2 separate regions of the Mus musculus genome follow, and region 2 is linked to region 1. Evidence: chromatin contacts called from public Micro-C data. All regions are on one chromosome and are shown on one strand. The core of a region is the stretch at or near the end of the contact, and the rest is flanking DNA. Distances in the headings are between cores, read along the strand shown.

Region 1 (4,830 bases), core at 1,382-3,881:
GGAAAGATTGGGGACACTGCAGGATAAAGTCCTTGTAGAGAATCTGCCCGCAAAGAGTAGTGTATCTGGAGGGAATAAACACAACCACACCAAAGAGATTTGTTTTCTCTTTCTTTCCTTCATAATACAAAGACGTGGTGGGAGATACCTTGCTGGGTGACTAAAGCTCTTGGCAGAGCTGATAGTTCCCAAGCAAGTGGCACAGAACCCACTTAATTTCCACTTGCCCTGATTTTATATTCTAATTGGTGCATAGGACAGTGTGCAAGACCAATAGGAAAAATCATGCGGGCGCGTGCGCGTGTCACACACACACACACATGCACCTTACTTTTCCTGGCTCCCCACTACACCCCAGCTTCAGGCTGGGGGACTAACGTGGGAACATTTTTACTTCTGTTACATCTCTGCTTAGACTGTTTCCCACCCTCTGCAGGTTGGGTGAAGCCTGCTTGTCTTTAGCACTGAGAAGATATGTCTCATTCTCCAGGCAGCCTTCTCTGATCCCTGCCAAGACTGGGATGGGTGCCACTCCTCTGCTCCCCAGTAGCACCCTGCAGGGACCCAGGGTCCTTTTGGTGAGTGCTTATCTCCCCCACTAGACTGCTGTAGGAGGCGTGGCTCAATGGTTAGGGAAGTAGTTGAGGGAGTGGTTAGGAGAAGGTTAGGGGAGTGATTAGGGGAGTGGATAGAAGAGGGTTAGGGGCAGATCCCCCAGGCACTAGAATCCCAGGCGTTTGCACAGTGTCCAGTACATATTCAGATATTCTAAGCCCTTCCAAGTGAGTGGAGAAAAGAAGACAAATAGAGCAGATCCATCACTGCAGAGAATAGATCTTAAGGACAATGACCTTGTGTGTCAGTGCCAGTCACCCCCTCCCTGCACATTTCTTCCACCCACCCCACCCCCATATGCTGAGCACTTCACTTTCTGCTGTGGGCTGTGACTGTTTTTTAGATTTATTACAGTTTTATTTTCAATTATATATACGTGCAGTGAGGGCAGGGATTGTGTCCATGAGTGCAGTACAGGTTGGGGCCACCATATCCTCTGCAGCTGGAGTTTCATAAGCAGCTGTCAACCACTCAACCTTGGAGCTGGGACTCAAACTCTGGTCGTCTTAACCATTGAACCCCACTCCAACCTTGGCTTTTGACTTTTCACACCCTTTAACAGAGAGGGCTTCAAACAAAGGCCTTAAGGCTGACCTTGGTCCTAATGTCCTAGCTGTTAGACCTTGGGTCAAACTCAGATCTGTCTGATCCAAGATCCAGAGCAAACCCCTAAGTGCCCACTTCCACCGAAGGTGTGCCTGGCCTCATGCAGAAAGAGCACCAGGGGACCAAACCCACTGTCACTGTGATTGTAAAGGTCGCTCTTCGTGGGCCTATCTCAACCCTGGCTATTCGTACCCACTGCTTCTCACCAGAATGGGTCCTGCACAGCACCGTCAGAGCCCAGGTTAAGAACCTGACTTCCAAGGCAGACACATAGGAGCTACCAGAATAAGAACACCCAGATACTTCACTGCCTTCCCTGTTTTGTGCACCACAAACTGCCTCCTGCTATTGGTATTGGGACACACGAACCCCAAAGACCACACCTCAAGGCAGTGAGACCCACTCTGCCCTTGGGGCAGAAGAAGGCCAGCAGGGGTGGGGAGGTCTCCTGTTCAGCCTTCTCTTCCCTGTTTGCTGTGGCAGGCAGCCCTGCCTCCTACTTTCTAACTGTGACAGTAGGGGGAAAAAAACTCTTCAATTCAAACTGTAAATGCTGGTTTCTCTCTGCCGCTAACATTCCACCCGAAAATGAGCCATAATTTGAAATGCGCAGTAAAATGTAATCTTGGCTTTTTAGCACCCAGACTCCTTCATTTTCAAAGAAAGCCAATGGCTTGGAGATTGGATTTTGTTTTTGCCAATTATACATTTTTTTTTTGCCTCGAAAGCTGCCTGCAATACAAAAAAAAAAAAAAAAAAAAAAGAAGTGAGGTCGCCCATGCTTTGAAGATGAATCATGTTCAAAGCTGGCGTTAGAACCCCCCGGTGTTCATAACCCTGGTCTTGAGACAAATGCACTAGTCATTACTGAGAGCGCAAACGACAGGCTGGAGTTATGACTAGCGTTTGCTCACCACAGTGAAGAATGCCCTCTATTAATGACAACAGCTGTCGGTTTAATAACCCCAGAAAAGATCATTACATTCTTTCACATTCCCCAGAAACAGATGGAGGAATTGCAAGAAGGTCCAAGCATATGGGAAAGCATGTTGGTTCCAGCAGCTCCAGAGAACAGCCAGAAATCCCATTTTCAGTGGGTCACTCTGGCCACATTACCTGTGGGTGCCCAACAGAGAACAGGTGTCCTCCTGGGCTTGTGAGGAGCGTGGAACATGGTAGGGGTGGTGGAGAGAGAGACACGTGAGCCCTCAGTGTGCCAAGCTGTTAAGTAGCCGCATGGCTTGTCAGGTTCTAGTGAAGGCTTAGGACAGCTGTGGTCACTTTGCCTCAATGACTTCTGGTGGCACTGTCTGCTAACAGAATGTCAGCACAGACACTTCCCTGAGCGCAGTCTCGCCACACAAGCACTTCAGAATGTGTGGGTGTGCCTGGGATGGCCACGGCCTGCGCCATGCCTGTGCCTTAGGCAAATCCTTGCATCACTTACTCCCCTGAAGTGATCGCTCACAACCAAAGCCTATCTTTGCTCTCATTCAGTTGGGAGTACTTGTCCACTACTAGTACTTGTCCGGTACAAAAGAGCATCTCTGTACCTCCAAGCAATTGTCCTGATGATTCAGATATGGCCATCCACAAAGAGAGACGGGGCTGTAACTAAGGAGTAAATCCAGAATTAGAAAAATCTTTTCAAATTGATAAATAAATAAATGTAAAAGGCCATAGGTTTACTGGTGACTTCTTTCAGATTTTCCCAGGATAATAGCTCATATTGCTGTGAAAACTGTCCCCATGCATAGACAAGCACAGAAATCTAAGCTACATATTGTTTGGATACAATAAAACCATGAGTTTAGAAAACTAAAGGCCAAGTTCACTTAAGAAGAAATCCCAAGTACTTAACGGCAAGACAAATTTTAAATTACATTGATGGATAAATAAGCATTGCTTTAAGTTTGTGAGAATGGTACAAATTAATTAGTTTAGGACACTATTAAACACTGAAAAGACTTTTGCATTATCAGTCCCCAAATGATTGGTGTTATTAAGTGATCAATTGACTCCCCTGTGCCCCATCCAAATAAAAAGCATGTATTGTGCAATTCCACCCTCTAACACTCAGAACGTGACCTTATTTGAAAATAGAAATGTTGCAGATACCATGTGTTAAGATGAGGTTACCCTGGAACAAGGCAGGTTCTTCCTCCGGTGTGGCTGGTGTCCTCACCAGAAGGTGACCATGTGAAGACACAGGCACAAGGAGAAGACCATATGAGAACAGGATTGGTGTAACAGAGCTTCAGCCAAGGACATCATTGAAAGCCAGGGTCCACCACAAGCCAGACAGACGTGGGGAAGGACTGCCCTGCTGATCTACAGGAAGCATAGTGCTGCCACCGCCCTGGCCTCAGACCCCCTGCCTCCAGAATGGTGGAACAATAAACCTGTATTATTCTAAGCTGCACTGTTTGTGAGACTTTATTCCAACATGCCTCAGAAACAAACACGATCCCATTCAGATGGGGGTCCAGCAACCTTCAGCTTGTCCCTAATCTCCAGCCTGTACATGCTGTCTACAGCCTGTGAACCAAGAAGTGCTTTTACCTACTTTACAAATAGAAACGGGAAAAGGGAGAGAAGGAGGAGGCCGAGACTCACCACGAGGAGCAAAGGGATAAGCAGCGCTCTGTCAGCCCCTGCCTCCAGGATCCTGCCTTGAGTTTCTTCCCTGATTTCCCTGGATGATAGAGTACAACCTCTAAGATAAAACAAACCATCTCCTCCCCAAGTTTTATCACAGCAATGGGAACCTAACTAAAATACACTCCCGAGGTTCTCAAGGACAAGGCTAACATAATTAGGAGTGTGTGCTAAGAAAAGCACTGGCTGCAGATCTGTGGGATAAGAGACATCATTCTTACCTGGGCTCATTCGACATAATAAGAAATGTGTGGCACCAGAAGCCTCTTAAGTTTATAAGAACAAATATAACTGTTTAAACGCTGTGAAAGTTTGCAATGTGAGAGAGAAAAACGACTGGATGGGTAAGAACCAATACTGAGCTGATTTGAAAAGCTAGGTATTTTAAAAATGGAATCTTTTAAAAGGATGGGAGGTGATATGTGCAAATATGTACCTGATGGATGAACTGATAAGAGCTAGCCAAGCAGAGAGAGACAGATGACATAGAAAAGTGGCAGAGATTTGATGACAACATTACAAACTCCAGTACTTCAAGAGAACCGTGAACCTAAACACGGGTTAAGGGAGAGCCGAGGAAAGCCTAAGACAGAGAAAGGACTGATAACCATCATATAGAGCAAATAAGAAAAACACCAAGACTCCAACAGAAAAACAAGAAGACTGTCCAATAACTCATAGATGATGGAGAGTTGGCGTCAGAACGTGTAAGAAATAGCACACATCCCAGTAAATAAAAGTACACGTTGTAAAATGAACTATCATGGTAAACAGTTGTCCTGGTTTGTTTGGGGATTTGTTTGTTTTCTGTCAACTTGACACAAGCCAGGGTCACCTGAGAAGAGAGAATTTAAATTGGGAAAAAAAGAAAAAAAAGTCTGGCCCCTAGGTAGATCTGTAGGACATTTTCTTGCTTAATGATTGCTGTGGGGGGGCAAGACCACTAGGTAC
Region 2 (4,830 bases), core at 1,024-3,523, 65 kb after region 1:
TGCAAGTATCTCCTGATTGTGATCACAAACACAAGTGGCCTAACACAAGCAGGTTGAGAAGCACGCATTTCTGATTCCTGGTAAACAATCCCATGGAGGAGAGAGGGGCTGGGGGACAAAATCATCAAGCAAAAGAGAGCTCATAGGCTCTCGAACCTCAGCCTATATCCACTGTCACCCAAGGTGACAGCAATAGAGTTTCTCTGAGCACATCAAACAGTCACAGTAGTTCAGGGAGATTTGTTTGGGGTTGTGTGTGTGTGTGAGAGAGAGACAGAGAGAGACAGAGAGACAGAGAGAGACAGACAGAGAGAGAAAGACAGAGACAGAGAGAGACAGACAGAGACAGAGAGAGACAGACAGAGAGAGAGACAGAGACAGAGAGAGAGAGACAGAGAGAGAGACAGAGAGAGAGAGAGGGGAGTGTTTGTGTGTGTGTGTGTGTGTGTGTGTGTGTGTGTGTGTGTGTGTGTGTATGTGTGTGTGGTTTCTTTCAAAGAGTGGTCTTAAACATGATATGTCCTGTGCAAAAAACAAAACACAAACACACAGTCACAAAGATAAATGCCTACAAACATATCCTCTGCCTAGCCAGCTCATTGTCAAGGTCTCACGTTTAGATAACGGTACAGTTCTCTGATTGATTATTGGAGATTTGGTCTGGAAATACTTGTCTCTCTACACATGCTGAACTTGAGACCCATGGGTGTAAGAAGGAAGAAAGCACAGAGTTTAATAAGTCACAAGTTCCCCTTGGTGAGATTAGAGAGACTTTGGGGGAGCAGGGAACCAGTGTCTTGGCTCTGTTGGCTTTATGCAGCCAGCAGGAGGTGACAGGACCCAGAAGAGTGCTGGCTTCAGGAGTCAAGGGAGAGACCCCAGCTGGAAAAGGGTGGGGTCTGAGGAGCAACAGTGAGGGGGTCAACCCTGGTCACACAGACAACGTCCCTGCATGCATGGCCTTTGGGTCCTTCACCCTGCTACAGTTAGTGAGTGAAGTGTACGGCCAGTCTCTCCACACCCCAGCTACCTCACAGAGCTGCAGAGCACTGGGGATAAACTGGGCTTGCTGATAGAAAGGGAGTGTTTGCAAGTGCTACACACAAATCAACCATTATTATTATAGGGGGTTGGGAGGTAAACACTGAGGTCAGGAGAGGGTCAGACAATCCTGACACCAGGAAGAGGCCTGAAGAGTCTCTAGGAGTCTCACTCCAGGCTGAGGAAAGGAGAGAGGAGGGAGAAGAGAAATTCTTTTTTGAGGACCGATAAGAAGGCCCCATTGTGGTGGCACGCCAGGCCCCTTGATTTCAATCTTGGGGAGGCTGAGTGTGGCCAGTTAGAACCAACCACCTCTAACTCCAGCTCCAGAGGGTCTGACTTCCTCTTCTGTGTCGCCACCACGCCACCCCACAGGCATTTACATGCACAGAGACATATAATTAAAAATAAAAATATTTTTTTTAAAAAAAGTCAAAACCATAAAAATGAAAGCATGGGAGAAAGTGACCCAGCCTGGGTTGCTGTTGTTTGTCGTCGTCGTCTTTGTTTCTTGTTTTGTTTTTTTAGCTTGCTGGCAGACTACAGGAAAGAAAGATTGAAAGATGCGTAGAGCAAGACCCGGCAGAGGAACTGACCTAACTGTGGAGAGGGTGATCTACAGTCTGTCCCCTCCTCTGAGATGTGCTTTCTTGGGCGCCGCCAGCAGGGTGTTTGTTTGAGGAACAGACAGGGGCAGGGCCATCTCGCAGGAAGGAAGAGAATTACGCGGGGAATTTGAAACAAAACTTCCCAGGGATCGCAAAGCTCGGCAGTCCCAGCCTATCGCTTTGACAAAACTACTTATCGTGGGAGAGAAGTTAGGCGGGGTGAAGGACTGAAAGGGGCGCGTGCCCTGGGTGGCGGTGACCTGAACCCCCGCAGCATCCTGCACCCTGACCTGCATGCTTGAAGAAGAGAGCTTGGGAGAACGATGGACTAGGCGCGGTCGCCTGGGACCAAGCAGCCGGGATGTAGGGAGGCGGGCTGGTCGGTAACAGTGATCCGGTGGCGACCTGGACCCCTCTGCGGCGAGCCAGGTGGGGGGTCTACGAACGATGTATGGGCGTGGCCAGGCCAATCCCAAAGCAGGATTTACAGTCACGAGAGAAAAAGACCAATCGAAATCCGGGGCGGCGGTGGTGGATGGCTGATAGGGCCAATGGGCTGCAAGCGCCGGGGCGGGGCGGGGCCGCGCGGAGTTTCAAATCGGCTGCGGTGGGCTAGGAGAGGGTGTTGATCTTCGGGTCCGGGTATCGAGCAGGGAGGTGAGCATGCGGGGTTACCGAGGGGCTTAAGGAGGGGGGTGGGGGACGGTCTCACGGGGAGCTCTGAATGGGGAACGGGTCAGGAGCTCTGGATAGGACCCACAAGACAAAGGGAATGTCTAGGAGTTGCAAACGCCCCATCGGATCCGAGGCCTTGGCTGGATTGCTAAATCTGCTCCGGAGAGGAAAATTTGTGAAAACAGCATACTGCTGGTGCCCTGCGTAAGCGCCGAGGCTCCGTGACCTGTGTGCCACTCCACTTAGCCTATGGGGAATAGGCTAGGATGGAAAGACGGACAAATTGCCGCCTTGCAACGGAGGCAGCTGCTGACCATGATGCCATTGGTCATCTTTCTGGCATCCACAATTGCCCAACAGGCCTACCCCGCGAGGTTCCACTTCATCTCTTTCCCAGTTCCCAAGGTCCCTGGAGCCTTGGAATGGGGTCAGGGAGTACTTTGATGACCTTTTGACCTCCCCAGGATCTAGCGGGCAGCGGAAACTGGACCAAGCACATGGCGTCTCAGTGGCAGGGCATGAGGACCTCTGTGCGCAGACGATCACTCCTAAAGGAGGAACAGCTAGAGAAGAAGGAGGTGACCCGGTCTGCTGGGGGTCATCCGGAGACCGGTCCCTTGGGCTCCCTGTGCAGACAATTCCAAAGGAGGCTGCCTCTGAGAGCGGTCAGCCTGAACCTCGGTAACGGCCCCTCCTGGAAACGCCTGGAAAGTCCAGAGCCAGAGCAGCAAGGTCTTCAGGCTGCAGCTCGCTCAGCCAAAAGCGCCTTGGGTGCCATGTCCCAGGTAACAATGACACCACCAGCCGTCTGTTTACAGAAGCGTCCTTGGTGTTGACTGTCCCTATCCTCAGGGAGACCCCAGGAATATAGACTCCATGGGGTCTTGGGGTTTGATTAGGTTCTTGCCATTTTCCCAGAACCCCGGTCATTCTGGCACATAATAGTTTCCCAACAAATCAGTAGGTGAATAAAGTCATGGAAGAAATTGGTGTTCCCCATGCAAGGTGACCTGCCATGTCCTGTGATAGAAAATTGCAGGAAATGGCTATCTATAAAGAGATACCAGTCTCAAGCTTAGTGGATAAAGACTTCCTAGAATAGGTGACTCTTCCAAGATCACTCAGGAAAGGGGAGGTGTATGTAGGCACAGGGCCAGTGGGATGCTGTGAGTGAGTCCAGCGTGGATGCTGAAGAGAAGAGTCCCCAGTGTGAAGCTAAGCAGTCAGTATAGTGAGAGAGGTGATCCTGTGTGCTGACCCCCATTTAAAGTCTCCCAGTCACACTCTTACACCTTAGCTGTCAACTATTTGGTAGAAAAAGGCAGAGGAGCGGGGCTTGCAGAAAGGGTGCAACTTCCTGAGCGGTTCAGAAGGCAGATTTGAGGGGTGGTGTTTGTGTGTGGTGTGTCCAAGAGCCTTCGAGCAGATATCTTCTTTTAATGTTTTAATATTTATCTATGGGAGGAGCGCTTATGCAGTGGTACTTGTCTGGAGGTCAGAGAAGGAATAAGGTCTCCCTCCACCGTGTGGGTTCTGGAGATCACACGAGTTGCCTGGTTTGGTGGCAAGAAGATGTACCTGTTACGATATCATGTTGACCCCACCTAGGTCTTTAAACCTGGAGCTGGAGATGTGGGCAGGTGTCCCCTGGACAGGACAGAAGCTATGAGAATGAGCAGACCTCTAAGAAGAGAAGGGGGAATGGCCCCTGGCATCTTGCTGGCATTCTGATGGTGTAGGGAGAGAGCAGAGGCCTCTGACGACTCCACAGAGAGGTCTCCTTGCCAAAGTCTAGCTCTGACTTGGAAGAGCCCTAAGATTGCTTTCAACATCGCTATAGCTCAGAACAATGAAATGTGACAGTTTGTCTAAGGTCACCCAACTCATGAAAACTTATCTCGGGCCTTGCTCCAACTTCTGGGTTCTGGTTTGCCAAGGCAAAGACAATCTAGCAAGGCTGTTTGACCCAGCCACATGTTGAAGATCCAAGGGTTGGGACTCAGCCCTGTAGATTATTGGGAGCCATGGAAGGGCTCAGAGCAATTAAGTGTTATGAGCAGACCTGTCATTGAAGTATGTTAGACTGAGATGGAGGAGGGAAGAGAAAGAATAGGACTAAGGTAGGATCCAGAGCTGGCATCCAGAAAACTGAGCCTCCCTCACTCTCTGAGTTAGTCTCTGCCTGGGGGCTCAGATGTAGAGTGGTCTTGCTGCTACCTGCTGAGTTACCACACTGGATCTCAGGAAGGTCTTGGAGGAGAGTACCATCTCATGGGGAGTCATGCTGTTGCTCTTGGCTTACTGTTGCTGCTGCTTAGTAACAGCAGACTGTGTTTGTGGGGCCAGCCCTGGGCTGGAAGAATGGCTAGAGCCTGGTAGCCCACCTTGGTCCTATCTGTGCCAACCTTCTCACATGAACCCATCACAGAGGATCCAGGAGTCCTGTCAGAGTGGCACCAAGTGGCTGATGGAGACACAGGTGAAAGTGAGAAGGAAGCGAGGAGCC

What was found. A called contact is a pair of places that touch in the nucleus more often than the background predicts.
Region 2: a contact with region 1 is called in a Micro-C map of muscle stem cells, with 5 times the contacts expected there. The contact joins the promoter of Pimreg here to the enhancer-like site in region 1. A contact is called at or near these places in 3 of 39 promoter capture datasets (HPC-7-derived erythroid cells, liver and macrophages), 1 of 15 datasets of contacts at CTCF or cohesin (CD8 T cells), 9 of 484 Hi-C or Micro-C datasets (the C10 cell line, CD4 T cells, LSK cells and 4 more), 1 of 115 datasets of contacts at active chromatin or transcription factors (fibro-adipogenic progenitors) and 4 of 9 other capture datasets (adipose tissue, liver, macrophages and 1 more).

What each region holds. Positions count from the first base shown.
Region 1 is chr11:71,974,805-71,979,634 of GRCm38.p6, forward strand. No RefSeq gene overlaps it. Among named protein-coding and RNA genes, the nearest start is that of Gm46262, 6.7 kb to the left of the region's middle. Within about 2 kb of position 2,632, at least 12 of the 459 cell types and tissues checked have an H3K27ac peak or open chromatin away from gene starts, as enhancers often do. A contact at or near this core is called in muscle stem cells, where this site is marked.
Region 2 is chr11:72,040,229-72,045,058 of GRCm38.p6, forward strand. Pimreg (PICALM interacting mitotic regulator) reads left to right here and starts at 2,274. Exons shown (of 6, transcript NM_144526.3): 1 at 2,274-2,306; 2 at 2,789-3,109; 3 at 4,753-4,830. The coding sequence starts at 2,822. It also overlaps a transcript of Aipl1 not described here.